Linked DNA regions of Mus musculus: region 1 is linked to region 2. Evidence: chromatin contacts called from public Hi-C data. All regions are on one chromosome and are shown on one strand. Each heading gives the region's core, a stretch centred on a gene start, on an enhancer-like site or on the middle of the called end of the contact. The rest is flanking DNA. Distances are from core to core; before and after follow the strand shown.

The links. A called contact is a pair of places that touch in the nucleus more often than the background predicts.
Region 1: a Hi-C map of cranial neural crest shows a contact between it and region 2, with 5 times the contacts expected there. The contact joins two enhancer-like sites. A contact is called at or near these places in 5 of 484 Hi-C or Micro-C datasets (the HPC-7 cell line, cerebral cortex, cortical neurons and 1 more) and 1 of 115 datasets of contacts at active chromatin or transcription factors (differentiating embryonic stem cells).

Annotation. Positions count from the first base shown.
Region 1 is chr12:36,710,938-36,718,024 of GRCm38.p6, forward strand. No RefSeq gene overlaps it. Among named protein-coding and RNA genes, the nearest start is that of Mir5099, 100 kb to the right of the region's middle. Within about 2 kb of position 3,019, at least 28 of the 459 cell types and tissues checked have an H3K27ac peak or open chromatin away from gene starts, as enhancers often do.
Region 2 is chr12:35,893,045-35,899,659 of GRCm38.p6, forward strand. No RefSeq gene overlaps it. Among named protein-coding and RNA genes, the nearest start is that of Agr3, 29 kb to the right of the region's middle. Within about 2 kb of position 3,792, at least 49 of the 459 cell types and tissues checked have an H3K27ac peak or open chromatin away from gene starts, as enhancers often do.

The sequences.
Region 1 (7,087 bases), core at 1,769-4,268, 820 kb after region 2:
AGGATTTTAGTGAATTCTCCATTGTAGCTCTGTGTTGAGCTCAGGGATTTAAATTTCTCTTCCAGGTGGGAAAATAATTGCATGCCTTCCTTCCTTCTTTCCTTCCTCCCTCCCTCCCTTTCTCCCCTTCTCTTTCTTCCTTTCTCCCTTCCTTCTCTCCTTACTTCTATCCGTCCTTTTAAACACAGGGTCTCACTATAGAGTGGGACTGGTCCAAGAACTCACCATGTAAACAAAGGTGGCCTCAAATTTATAGAGCTTCCACTTCTGCTTCCTGAGAAACACCTTAAAGGTGTTTCTTGCACCTTATCTTGTGTTCCTTAGAACTCTGTTTTCTAGAGAGAGACAGAAAAGGGGGTGTATTCAGATGGGAGTGGAGGTGAGCAGGATCTACAAGGAATAAAAGGAGGAAAAACTGTAATCATAATATATTATGTGAAGAAAAAAATTATTTTCAATAAAAAGGGAAAAAGAACTGTTCCCTCACACACTCAAAGTGTGTGTGTATGTGTGTATGTTTGTATGCACATATGTATATGAGTGTGTATATTTGTGCAAATGCATATGAGATGGAAAGAAGGGGGAGGGAGGGAGGGAGGGAGGGAGGGAGAGAGGTAGAGAGAGAGAGAGAGAGAGAGAGAGAGAGAGAGAGAGAGAAGGAGAGATGGAAAATTTTCACACAAGCATACATTTTTATCAGCAGCATTGCCAGGGTATATATTGGAATTTATTCACGACATAACTTCAAGCTTATACCCTATCAAAGACAGCTACTGGTAAACAGCCTTCTGCTATCTGATTTTGTGAGTTCAACAGTTTCTAGACTCCATATTTAAGTGAGGACATGAAGTTTTTGTTTTCCTATGTTTGGGTTATTACACTTAGTACAATGTCTTCCAGGTTTATCCATGTTGTTTAATGGTGTAATCTCCTTTTTAAGGCTGAATACTATGTCTTTCTGCATGCATGTCTTTATAATGCACAGAGACATAGTATTGTCACATAGGTCCAGCTTTGGTTCTGTGGGATAACCCAGTTGTAACCTGGATTCTTACTGCAGTGTATTCTTTAGCTCTTCCTCAATATGCATGATGGCTAGATCTGATCATTTTCCCATCGTAGAATTTAGTCAGGGCTGCTAGCCCTTGGGACCTAGCCGAAAGGGACAAAAGAAATCAGGAAGGAGGCTGCCACTAGGTAATTCGGTAAATTCTTTGTTTCTGCATCACCTGGTTTGTGTTGTTATGGCACAAATGGTAGAAAAGTCAGAGTGGGATAAGAGAAAACAGAAGGAGGGGGAGGGGAAAGGGAAGACGAGAGTGGAGGAAGAAAAGAGGGAGGAAGGAAGGAAAGAAGGAAGGAAGGAAGAAAGGAAGGAAAGAAGGAAGAAAAGAAGGAAGGAAGGAAGGAAGGAAGGAAGGAAGGAAGGAAGGAAGGAAGGAAGGAAGGAAAGATGGATGTTGGGAACTAAAAAGGGGGCCCTAAGGAAGGAACAAAGGAACTTGTTTCTTGCTGAGGAGTCTGGAAAGTCCAAAATCAATGGACAAAAACTACCAGGGAACTTCTCTTTCATCCCTTGGGTAAGAACAGTATAAAAAGAGGGCTAGGGGGTAAACTTATTTTCAGCCTTTGTGCAATGCAGAGGAACCCATCCATAAGAGGAAAGCCTTCTTGACCCCAGCATCTTAGGCCCTACTCCCAAAGCTTACATTGAAGATTAAGTTTTCAACACATAATTTTTTGGGTGCACTGCTTAAGTGTAGTTTACCATATGGACTACTTTTAGTTGGAAAGATAAATTTTAGCATCTGGCGAATGACACTTTAATGTGACCAAACATGCTACATTGTGCGCTTATTTTTGCTTCAACTTTCAGAAGATGTTCTGTCAATTCTTTGAGATTATTTTAGCTTCACCCAGGTTCCACTGCCACTCTTCATGGGCCCACAAAAGCACATTGCACTAATCTCCTGTATAGTAGAAATTATGTAAGCTTGTACAAATTGAAAAAAATTAGTTTTCAAAACTCAAATAAAATAACATCTGAGCATATTTATCTGCCTAAATTGTGAGCTACTGGGCACAGTATTCAGATTTATATTTATGATCAATGTCACTGTATAATTGCAAAGAATAACTACTTTATACTTGTAATTTCATGGATTATTAATAATATCTTCTAAGCGTTTTACCCCACTGAAACAATACATTTTGAAATTGCATGCTACTCATGTATGTTTGATTCATCTGTTTGTTGTTCCTATAGCAACCGACTTCCTACACCTAGTGGAAGGGTGGATATGCTGTTGAAGGAATTATGGTCTGACAAGGTTCTTCAAGGGCTCCAAGAAGTATGAGCACAGTGGGAATTTTCATTTTGTTCAGACAAAATTTCTTAGCCCTAGTTATTTCTAGTTTGGAACTAGCTTCCTTGATATTGCAAAACAGGTAAGACATGAGCAGATGGACTGGGAAGTCCCTGCATCCGGAGCAGGCAGGTCCACTCTGACTTCTCACCTGCAGTCTGCACCAGCCAGCCAGGCAGCTGTAGAATCATCCATTTAAAAACACTGGAGGAGATTCAAAGTGTGGATCAGAGACTGAAGGAAAGGCCATCCAGAGACTGCCCCACCTGGGGATCCATTTCATATATAGTCACCAAACCCAGACACTATTGTGGATGCCAACAAGTGCTTGCTGACAGGAGCCTGATATAGTTGTCTACTGAGAGGCTCTGCCAGTGCTTGACAAATACAGAGGTGGATGCTCTCAACCAACAATGGACTGAGCACAGGGTCCCCCATGGAGGAGCTAGAGAAAGGAACCAAGGAGCTGAGGGGTTTGCAGCCCCATAGAAGAAACAACAATATGAACCAACCATTATACCCAGAGCTCTCAGGGACTAGAGAGCTAGTACAATCAAAGAGTACACTTGGAGGAACAGACCCATGGCTCCAGCTGCCTATGTAGCAGAGGACAGCCTTGTTGGACATCAATGGGAGGAGAGGCCCTTGGTTCTGAAAAGGCTCGATGCCCCTAGTGTAGGGGAATGCCAGGGCAGAGAAACAGGAATGGGTGGGTTGGTGAGCAGGGGCAGCGGGGACGAGATGGGGGTTTTCGGAGGGGAAACGAGAAAAGGGGAAAACATTTAAAATGTAAATAGAGAAAATATCTTATAAAAAAATAAAAATAAAAAATAAGATAAAACTGCCCACTAGAGGGAGCCGAGCACCATAAATCTTGGTGTGTTCCCCGGCTGCTTCCAGGAGGGGGGAAAGCAAGCCACAAGTGCACATCCCAGACCTTATTTAACATTTTCTCCGATGTTTTCTCGTCCAAATCTCATCGATTACTCCTATAAGCAAACAAAGACCAGCGCAGCATATAACATTACTACATCCACATTTTAATACGTGAAACGTTCAGGAAGTAAAACTGCTCTGGAGAAATGGGATCCAGACGAATTATTTGAACTTAACAGGGCAAAACACCCTGGACAGCATGGGCTTCCCCAAACTTCCCGTGGTCTCGTCCTCTGTTTTATTTGCCCTGGATGTAACTGTTGTATGTATCTGCTGTTGTGTGTATCTGCTACATTTTGTTACATTTTGCCCAGGCATTTAAGGTAAAGGACTCCACTAGGCAGATGTCTGGACCATGCTGAAATAAAGCCAAAGGTTGAACGTTCAAAACTAAAATTGTCTGCTTACTTACATAGAAAAATGAAAATGGGCGTTTGTTTTCAATGGCAAAAATTTCAGTTGCAGGATGACGGGCCTACGTTTGAACTGTTTTTCATGTTCCCGTTACCATTTTATATATTCTTCCCTGCTTCCAGAAATCACTTCTTTTAAAATGTTCAAATCCTGCAAAAAATGCTCAAATTTTGTTTTGTATTGAGTTTTTAGGTTCGACTATTTGAAGAAAAATGAAAAAATAATGTATGTAATCCAGCTTGAAATGTTAAAACACAACATTTGAAAATATAAATAAAAATATTGAAAATTGAGATATTAGCTCCTTATATAGTAAAATATTAAGTTTTGAGTGACACTAATTCTTAAATTTTAACTAATTCTTATTTTGGAAAAGGGTAATTATTGTGAATTGTGATTATCTCAAACTTAATTTCAATAATGAAAGCATTTTTTTAAAAAATCTTTTAACTATTTTAAAGCATTTGAAAGTTTTCTTCCCAGTTTCCCTGAGTAATTATCTATAGCTATAAACAACTTTTGCCTTGCGCTCTCGAATTTCACTCAAATTGTCTCTTTTATTTATTTGTCACTTTCTTCTGCTACACAGTCAGAAAGACACACAGATATACCACAAACCATGAATCTTCGAGGCAGCTTTCTTGAGGTGACATTCATGCTTAATAGGTGATTTGGGCGTATGGCTAATTCTGGGATTTCCCTTTTCCCCCTCTCTCACCTCTACCTCCCTTTCTCTGTATGATATTCAGCTTCACCCATGAGCAAAACTGTATCTCCCACTTGCCTCAAAGATCAGATTATCCATTTTTGTTTTTTATTTTATTTGAACTTGGGAAAATTTAATGTGGAGCTAATACAAACTGGCTGTAAACAGCTGCCACACGTAATGATACTGGACAAAAATGAAAATATCAGTCATTTCCCTTCTACCCTTTGGCTGTGTGATCCTTTTACGCAGTTTGGATCTTTAGGGACACTCTCCAGCATGTACCATTCTATACATATGAAAGTTATTATGTTTGTGCATTTCTTCGGTGTTTCTTAACAAAAGTGGAATCATGTGAAAAATAGATTTGCCGTTCCACTGGCAATACGTTTTAAAGATGCCTTTCCACCAGTGCCCAGAATTATCTCACTGGTTATAGCTGTGTGAACCCCATATTCATTAGCTCCCTTCTCTCATTCTGGGAATTTCAATCACTTCCAGCATTTGTTTATTAAACAGTTCTTTCAGTGCAGACGTGTAAGTAAATATCTTTGGAATCTGATGCATTTCCTACATTTTCATGAATAAAATCCTGTAGATACTGAAGTCACGCCTAGCTTGCTCTTCACTTTTGACTTATGGCTTGCCTGTTTCTACAAAGGTTTTCAGGGGTCTGTATTTTCTGCTGCTCTGGGCTTCTGAAAGATGTTTGTTTGGTTTTTTTTTTTTTGTTGTTGTTGTTGATTTGTTTTGTTTTTTAAAATCCATCAAACATGTTGGTTGCCAAAAATAAGATTTCAAAACATAAAATGCTATTTATCTGGAAGCGTATTCACCAGAAAGTGAAAGACCACCATCGAACTGGACAGCTCAAGTAGAAAACTCTTTCCCGTAGGACTGGAAGAGTAGCAAAACTTCTCTCACTGGTTGATTGAATCTCTGTTGGATTCAGATCACACTGACCAAATATGGGATCATCTCCCATATATCGTCAGTTTTGTTGTTGATTAAAGGCCAGCATTGAGTGGTTCAGTAGCAATTTAATGGGAACACAGAGTGATAATATGACTGGTTTAAATGCAAATATACTTAAAAGCATACCAAACACTACACACTATACAAGAATACAGAGAAATGTATTAGTACATTAGTATCGTTCTAGGGGGAAATTAATGTGACTGGGGGATAAACACCAAAAGCAGCAGGAACCAAAACAGAAAGGCATGTAGCTGGTGTTCCGAGCGCTCTTGTGATGCTGAAGCGTTTGTTTGTTTGTTTGTTTTCCCCCTGAAAGCAGTTTCTACACTGTCTTATTTATGGAAGTGCTTCCTTGCTCTCTCTGTCTACTCGGTCTCTTTCTTTGTCTCTCTATCTCACTCTTCTTTCTTCCTCCTTTTTCCTTTAAGGCCATTAAAACAGGCAGAAAAGATGCCATGAACAGCCTTCAAGTGAGCTAATTGGAGCTGGAGTTAGTATCCAGCATATACTTTTGTGGCATTGAATAATTTATTAGGAACTATAGATATGAGTGCTTATACATAGTGTCCACTGGGGCACTATTCAGAGCTAAAATTTCTGCAAAAATGAAAAGTTCATTAAAGCTCCCCATAACACGACCTCAAATTAAAGACATAGGAACCGACCAGCTGTGTGAACCATTGCAGGTGGTGTCGGGGTATACCAGCTTCACAGTGTGCAAGTCCAGCCTGAGAGATGGTATCATTGCTGTCTGGCCAAGACTGGCCAAGATATCACAGGGGAAATACAGATTTCAGAGAGAATGTGTTAAAACACTTCCTGTGCTCCAGGCATGCATGGTCTGAGAACTTTTCTCAAGATCATGTAACCTGCAAAAACAAAGCTATGAGGTTGGAGATGTGGAAAAGGGGTCACAGAGAAGTTTAATAACCCGCTGAAGAGCATCCATTTAATGAATGTAGGGAATGGTGTTGAAATCTAACAGGAGTTCAAGAGTTCCTGAGCGAGTTTAACCCAAGGCGTCCACTCTGAGGAAGATGTGGGTGGGAGTGGGCATAGAGGTATATAACATAAGGATCAGGAAGGTGGAAACAGAAGTTGCAAGGTCCTTTATTACAGTTACATTACACCGGGTCTTACATCTTCCTTGCTGTGGCTGGCTGTATAAGGGATTTCAGAGTCAGATCAGCAGAACAGAAGCAGGATTCTGGAAATGGGATTCTTTTTGCTTTGGAAAGGTTGGCAGTCTCTCTCCTGCCTCTCCATTGGAATTAACACAAACCCCAAACGTCACAGCCGGATGTTTGAAAGTTTTTAAACCTTACAATTTTGCAAAGTTCCTCAACTCCTCCGCAGGCTTTTACCCCTGCTGAATGTCAGTGAGTGCTTGGGCTCCGCTGAGTTCAGGATGAAGAAAGTGTAATTTGAGTTTGTTTTCTCAGCAAGGCGATGGCAAAAGGATATTTATGGTGTTGAAGAATTTCAGCTCTTTCTCCAGCATGTAGAGTGTGTAGTATATTTAAAATACCACTCTCCAGGATATCTCCCTTTTGCTGAGATAATAAAATTGATCATATGTTTTGAGGTTAAATAAACTGTTGTAACAATCTTGTAGCTGCCTGCTGGTTGCGGTTTTCAAAAGCAATTACTCACTCTGGAGTCAACTTTGAACTGTACATTTTAATTG
Region 2 (6,615 bases), core at 2,542-5,041:
AGAAAGAAAGAAAGAAAGAAAGGAAGGAAGGAAGGAAGGAAGGAAGGAAGGAAGGAAGGAAGGAAGGAAGGAAGGAAGAAAGAAGAAAACCCTGAGGTGTTTTAATCTCTCTGTATAGGTAGCACCCCACCCCATTTTCCATTTTTTCCAACATGAGCTGGCATTAGAGAGTCTAAGCAGTCGCAGTCGAACACCTCTGGCAGGTACACAGTGTGACCTGTCTCCAGTGTCTTGAGAGCAGGAGCCGTGTGGGGAAAGGCAAATCTCATGGGAAGTGATCCGACTGAGAAACAGAGTCCGGCATAAAAGTGGCTTCTGAGAATCAGGCCCTGCAGCTCTCTAGGAAGGAGAAGTGGGCTAACCACTCATCCTTTATTCAGAAGAACCTAACACACTGCAGCCTCTTAAATATTAATGAATCCACCAGCAATAGGAGACCCCCCAGGGTTGTCTAACGACCTTTACAACGGTTTGATTCCTGTGAAAAATCTACCTCATTAATTTTGCAAAAACAAACAAACAAACAAACAAACAAAAACCCCTTAGACGGTGTTAGACATGGCTCATTTCCAACATATTAAATTAAGGCAATGGAGCGATCATAAGCTACAAACCAGAAAATAAAATGGCAAAAGGACACTAGACATTTCCAATTGCACAGACTTTTCTGAATTGTTCCACAATGTACATTAAGGCTAAAATCTTGACTGTGTCGTTTCTTAATTGCAGAGACCTTGTGGTAGACTGACAAATAACTCTCCTCAAGAATAGAGAGTCAGTCCTCAGAACCGTGGTGCTATGTAATAGGGCAGTAGAGTTTTGCTGTATAGGTAGGATCCCCGAACAGGGAGACTCTCCTAGATATCCAGGAGGGAGCCATGCTACCACACGGACCCATTTGAAGGGAACATGGAAAGTTCAAAAAACAGAAAAGGCCACATAGTGGTAGAGGCAGGAGCGAGTGACAGTGCTACATGAAAGGGAAGACAGTAGCCTCCAAAAGCTAGAGAAACAGGACAGCCTCCTCTGAGGCTCCTGAAGTAACAGCAGCCAATTCCTTCCTATGAAATACTTGTTACAATATCAAAAGGGATATGTGTGTAAATTATGGATAACCCATAATAGAGCCTCCATGTTTGCCTCAGCCTTGGCAGTGTCCTGTCAGCCCCTCACAGGTAGGATGTGGGTTGGTGTGGCTTCCGCTAATTGGGACACCTGTAACCACTCAATGACCATGAGACTATATAGCACAAAAGGCCAGCCCTGGAAGATACCAGTTATGGACAGTGACCAACCAAAGGGATCATTTCCTCTCTTGGAAATTGTGACCTCAGTATGGCTTCAGAGATGCAAGGACCAGAGTCCAGTGGTGTGGAAAGCGAGGGAGCAGGAAGGGGCGGGGAGGGAGCATGGGAGACAAATGAGATGGGAGAGAAAGAAGCACTAAGCAGCAGCTTCCTGCAACCATGACCTCACATTGCCCCATGGTTTCCATAGCAACCATGACCCGAGCCAGGCCTCAAATGACCCCTGAACTGATGAACAATAGTAAGTAGCATTCCAGCTCTTCACAAGACTCAGAGCAGCTGCTGAGATGGACCCAGGCTCCCTCACCTTATTTAATGAGAAGGTTCTGTTCTTTGCAACCTCACAGAGCCCAGTCAGGGTTTCCTGGTCTTAGTTTTTAATCTTTTAGAAAATCACTGAAGGAAAACGACTTGAATCAAAACACCAATAAAGAAATATGCAAATGGCCAATAAGCTCATGAAAGTATGTTCAGTGTCATTAGATATTGAGGCAATGAAAACCAAAAGTACAGCGGGAGACCCACCTCACAGCCTCGGGAGAGCTCAAAAGACATTAGAACTGAAGACAGGCACAGTGCATGCATACAATACTGGTAGTACAATACGTGGTAGCCACCACAGGGAAGAGTTTGGCAATTTAGACTTTGACAGAATGTCATAGTTAGAACAGAGCAGCATACAGCCACAATCTCTACTCCTAACTATATACCCAAAGGTCACAGAAGAGGCATTCAAATGACACCTGCACAGCTCTCATAGGGACGATAGATAGTCAGAACCCCATAAAAGTGCAGATAAGGAACCATCCATGAGTGGGTAGACAGGTTTGGGAATAGATGTGCAATGGCATGTGACTTAGCTATGAAGGAGACTGAAAACTGATACACACTGCCAAGTACATGGACCTTGAAAACACTGCTATAGGAAAGAAAGCAGCCACAGAAAGCTATACAGTGTATAAACCCACTTCCATAAAACAGCAGCAATGAGCACATTCACAGAGATACAAAGCTGTGGGCCAGAATTTGCCCAGGGCTTGAGGAAAATGGGGGAGGGCAACTATTTGTGGGTATATAAGTTACTTTGTGGTGGTAAACAGTGCTAGAAATATGTCACACACAGCTACATAGCACTCTGAAAATACGAAATGCACAATTGCACTCTGCTGGGTGGTTAGAATGATTCCTTGTATATGAATTTTATAATAATGAAAAAAGTTTGTGGAAAAAGTACTTCATGACACTTGTTCATTTATTTGCTTATATATGTGACATGTATATAAACACATATGCACACTCGCGGTGACATAAACAGAAACTGAAATGATATGTAAAGCATACCAAGGGTGTGCTAATAGTAATCCATAGTTAGGTGTTGGCTGTGTGTTTCTGATTAGATGTATATGTAATAACCATGTCCATCATTTATAACATTGTATCATTGTAATTTAGAAGACGTATATAGTCTTCATTATAATAACCATTTCAACTTACAATTCTGCTACAGATACAATAGACACCTTGCACCCGGCTGTGTGTGCTTCTGGTGCCTTTGGGACCTGGGCTGTTCTTATCCCACAGTGGTCAAGTCTTGGCTGAACGACACCCAGATTCTCCGAGTAGTCTCTCAAAGTCTCCAACCTCACATGAACGTTACGGTCAGCCTGGGGCTGGAGAATGTTTTCTACAATGGAGTAAAAGCCAATGATTAGCATGCGTCTGTTCAGTCTGTCTGGTCTAGCCTCTGGGTGAAGAGAGATACTCAGTACAGATCACCTGACCTTTTATGTTACTAGTTTAATTTGATAATTTGACCCCACCATTTAAACTGGCTCAATGATGGGGTCCAGTCAGTAAAGAGATAAATAGATATTTGATACTTCAAAAGAACATTACAGATCTTTGCAAAAATAATGTAAATTTCTCAAGCAAATGACAGAGTGTATTGAGAAAGACACCAAGGGAAACACTCTTGCATTTTATTTATTTTGCCTATCAAAATAGACCAAAAGCCGTTCATCCTCTTGATCGGCAGGTGGCGCTGTGAACGTATCTTTGAAATTGAAAACACAAAAGCCATTTTCTTTAATCCCTCAATTACATAGGACATTTGAAATGATTTGTTTTAATCGGAATAAATGTCACTGTTAGTGACAGTAGATAATCCCTAAAATTCTCAAATCCTCCGCAAATGTTAATGGAATCACTTCATAGAAATAGCTTTTCAAATATTATCCGTAAGCTTAATAAACTGGGTTCGTTATGAACGGACTGGGTTATTTTCCTGTATATCGTCCTTGATTGCAGCTTCACACACAGCTATCTATTTAATCCTGGAAAACTCAGACGTTATTATTCCCGCTTCTCAAAGAGAAAATCGGGTCTCACACGGGTTACATTTTTTTTTACCCAAGTCCCATACCCCATTGATGAAGAGAATCACGCTTCAAAATCAAGCCTGGCTCCCTGGTGCTTAACCACAGCACGAAAGCATTTCAAAGGCAGAGCTAAATTGGTGAAAGTGTAGTAGATTGTAGTAAGGACTGAACAGGCTCAGGGGATTTTTAAATGCTAATTTCATTCCACCTTCAGTGCCATTTCTATTCAAATCACACAGATTGTTTAAAAACGAAAACAAGTCTGACCTTTTTTTTTTCCTGTGGGGAAAGTCTGGAGTCAGGAGTCAAACAGAGCTTCACAAAGACCTGGAGCCACACTCCCACACCCCTGTAGACAGAGACCTTTAGGCTGTGTAAAGGGGAATCTCAAGAAAGGAGCGGGGCTGCCCAGCAGTGAAAGGGGGAGAAAGAGATATGCAATTTGCATATCTAAAATTTGACCTTTTTGTGATCAGATAATCTTTTGCCCTATGAAATAGAAAAATCTTTGCCCACTGTGATCCCATTCTGAACTTTAAAAAGCATACAGAGTGCAAATTTGAAAAGTTTTATGTGATGTAGGAGCAACCAAACGTTCTAAGTCTGACACGCAGATCCAATGTAGTCAACTATGAAGGTTATTAAATGGACATGAGACATCTCTCTTTTCTTTCTAAAAGCAATTGTTACTCAGGCCTGAGGCTTAACTGAGGCTTTTCAGCTCCTGGCACTAGGGCCTCCCATTATGAGTCGAGTCACCATTTGTCCTGGGAGAAGGAACACTGAGCACATGGACAGTATTTCAGCTAGGTGAATACTTACCCTGGTACTTAGGACAGACAGTACAGTAGTGCGCTGGCCAGTTTCACACTGTCCCTCTCATAAAGCTCTCTACGGTCACACCTGAACATCAGCCCTATGACATCAGTGCCGGCTTAGCTGCCAATGTAACAGTCCACAATCACCTGGAAAAATATTCTTAACAAGGAATTATCTAGATCAGGTTGGCTTGTAGGCTTGCCTGTGGGGTTGGGGGAGTTTTAATTCATGTAAGACTGAGCCATTTCAGGTGGCACCATTCCCTAGGCAGGTTTCCAATAGCAGAAGAGAGGCGAAAACTGCTGAGAGCAAGCAAACAAGCAATAATCAGTATATTCTCTCTTTGCTCGTGACTGTGGATATGATGTGAACAGTTTCCCAAGTTCCTGCTGCCTTGACTTCCTGCACAAGATGAATAGAATCCTAGAATCTGGAGCTAAAACAAGCTTGTTCTCCCCCTAAGTTGCTGGTTGTTAGGGTGTTTGTCTTAGCAGCAGGAAAGAGACTAGAACATCTTACCTCTTTAATGGGATGTCAGGACACAGTCGGGAAGAGAAAAACACCTCAGGCTTGTCCTAGGACAGAGATAGCAGGTCACAGAAGTGTCATGGAATGAGCACTGGACAAGGCTATCCCAAGAGATCCCAAAAGAGGGGCCCAGCTTCTACCCCACTCCGTCCACACCGCCTTTCCACCATAGTCCATTTTTTCCCCATTACTATCACTTCTGGTGCGGCAACCAGCAGAGCTCACATTCAAAGCACAATGTGACACTTGCTTTCTAAGTAAATAGACATTCGTTTCCTAGAAATCCTGGTGACTGAGTGACAAGGCATGGCCCTTCACGCCCCTGAAGGAACAGCGGGACCTGTTCTTTCTGTATAGATAGTACACATTTCTATAATAAAAGTTAGATAAAAGTTAACACACACCCTAATTGCAAGTATTAACATGTTTAGCTGAAAATATGAATCAAAGTCTTTCTTTAATTAAACATCAAAATTTTGTCTCATTAACTGGCTCCAGTTGTCCACGGTGGAGGGGGCGGGGGGGGGGGGAGATGTTTTTCTGGAACTTTATTTTCTTATCTCCTTCTACTTCCTATCCAGTCACTTTTTCCAGAGTCAGTGGGGGCTAGATAAGGGAGAGAATGAATGAAGTAGATGAGAGCTACTATTTCCAGTCAGATCCCAGCTCCCTGGGTCTGGCAGGAGCAAGGGCTAAGTGCTTTATAGAGACATCTGTACAGCTTCTTCAGAGAGGCCCAAGCCTTTGGATTCTCTTCCGAAGCACTCTTGACTAGGCAGAGTTTTCACGTGTTCTAAGCATGCTCTACCATGGTGCTGCCCCAGCCCCAGCCCCAGCCCCAGCCCCAGCCCCAGCCCCAGCCCCAGCCCCAGCCCCAGCCCAGCCCCAGCCCCAGCCCCAGCCCCAGCCCCAGCCCCAGCCCCAGCCCCAGCCCCAGCCCCTGCCCCAGCCCCTGCCCCAGCCCCAGCCCCAGCCCCAGCCCCAGCCCCAGCCCCAGCCCCAGCCCCAGCCCCAGCCCCAGCCCCAGCTCCATTTCCTGGGCCTATAAGAATTACATCTATTCTTCCAAAACCTTGCTATTCTCCTTCTGGTCATTTTCAACAAAAATCAGCATAGCCCTACTGTAGGAGGAAGGTCTGTAGGTAGCCTTAGCTACCCCAAATCTCCCTTGTCTCACTATAGTTCTCAACATGACTGTAGAACGTACTGTGAACTCAGTGTATTAGAAAAGGAAGAACGGACCAGGACAGCCTCCACTATGTCCTCATGTCTCCCAGAATAAGAGGGTATGCAACATTTAGTTGGTGACAAAGTAGAAAAGTACTTCCTGAGACGCTGGGCTGCAACCCAAGATGAGACATGTATGTACACGATGCTATCACTCTGGGGCAGCTTTCCGGAGCGTGGGGGACCAGCTCTCCATGAATCCCAGGCAATGGGCTCTTGTTGTCTATCTGTAATAAACTTGCCTGTCTTGAGCAAGGGCTGTCTCACTGGACAAAGCAGAGTGGGAAAGAGCATCTGTCCCTGCCATTGTAACCCACACGTACACACAGGCAACAACTCCTTTCAATAAACCCAGG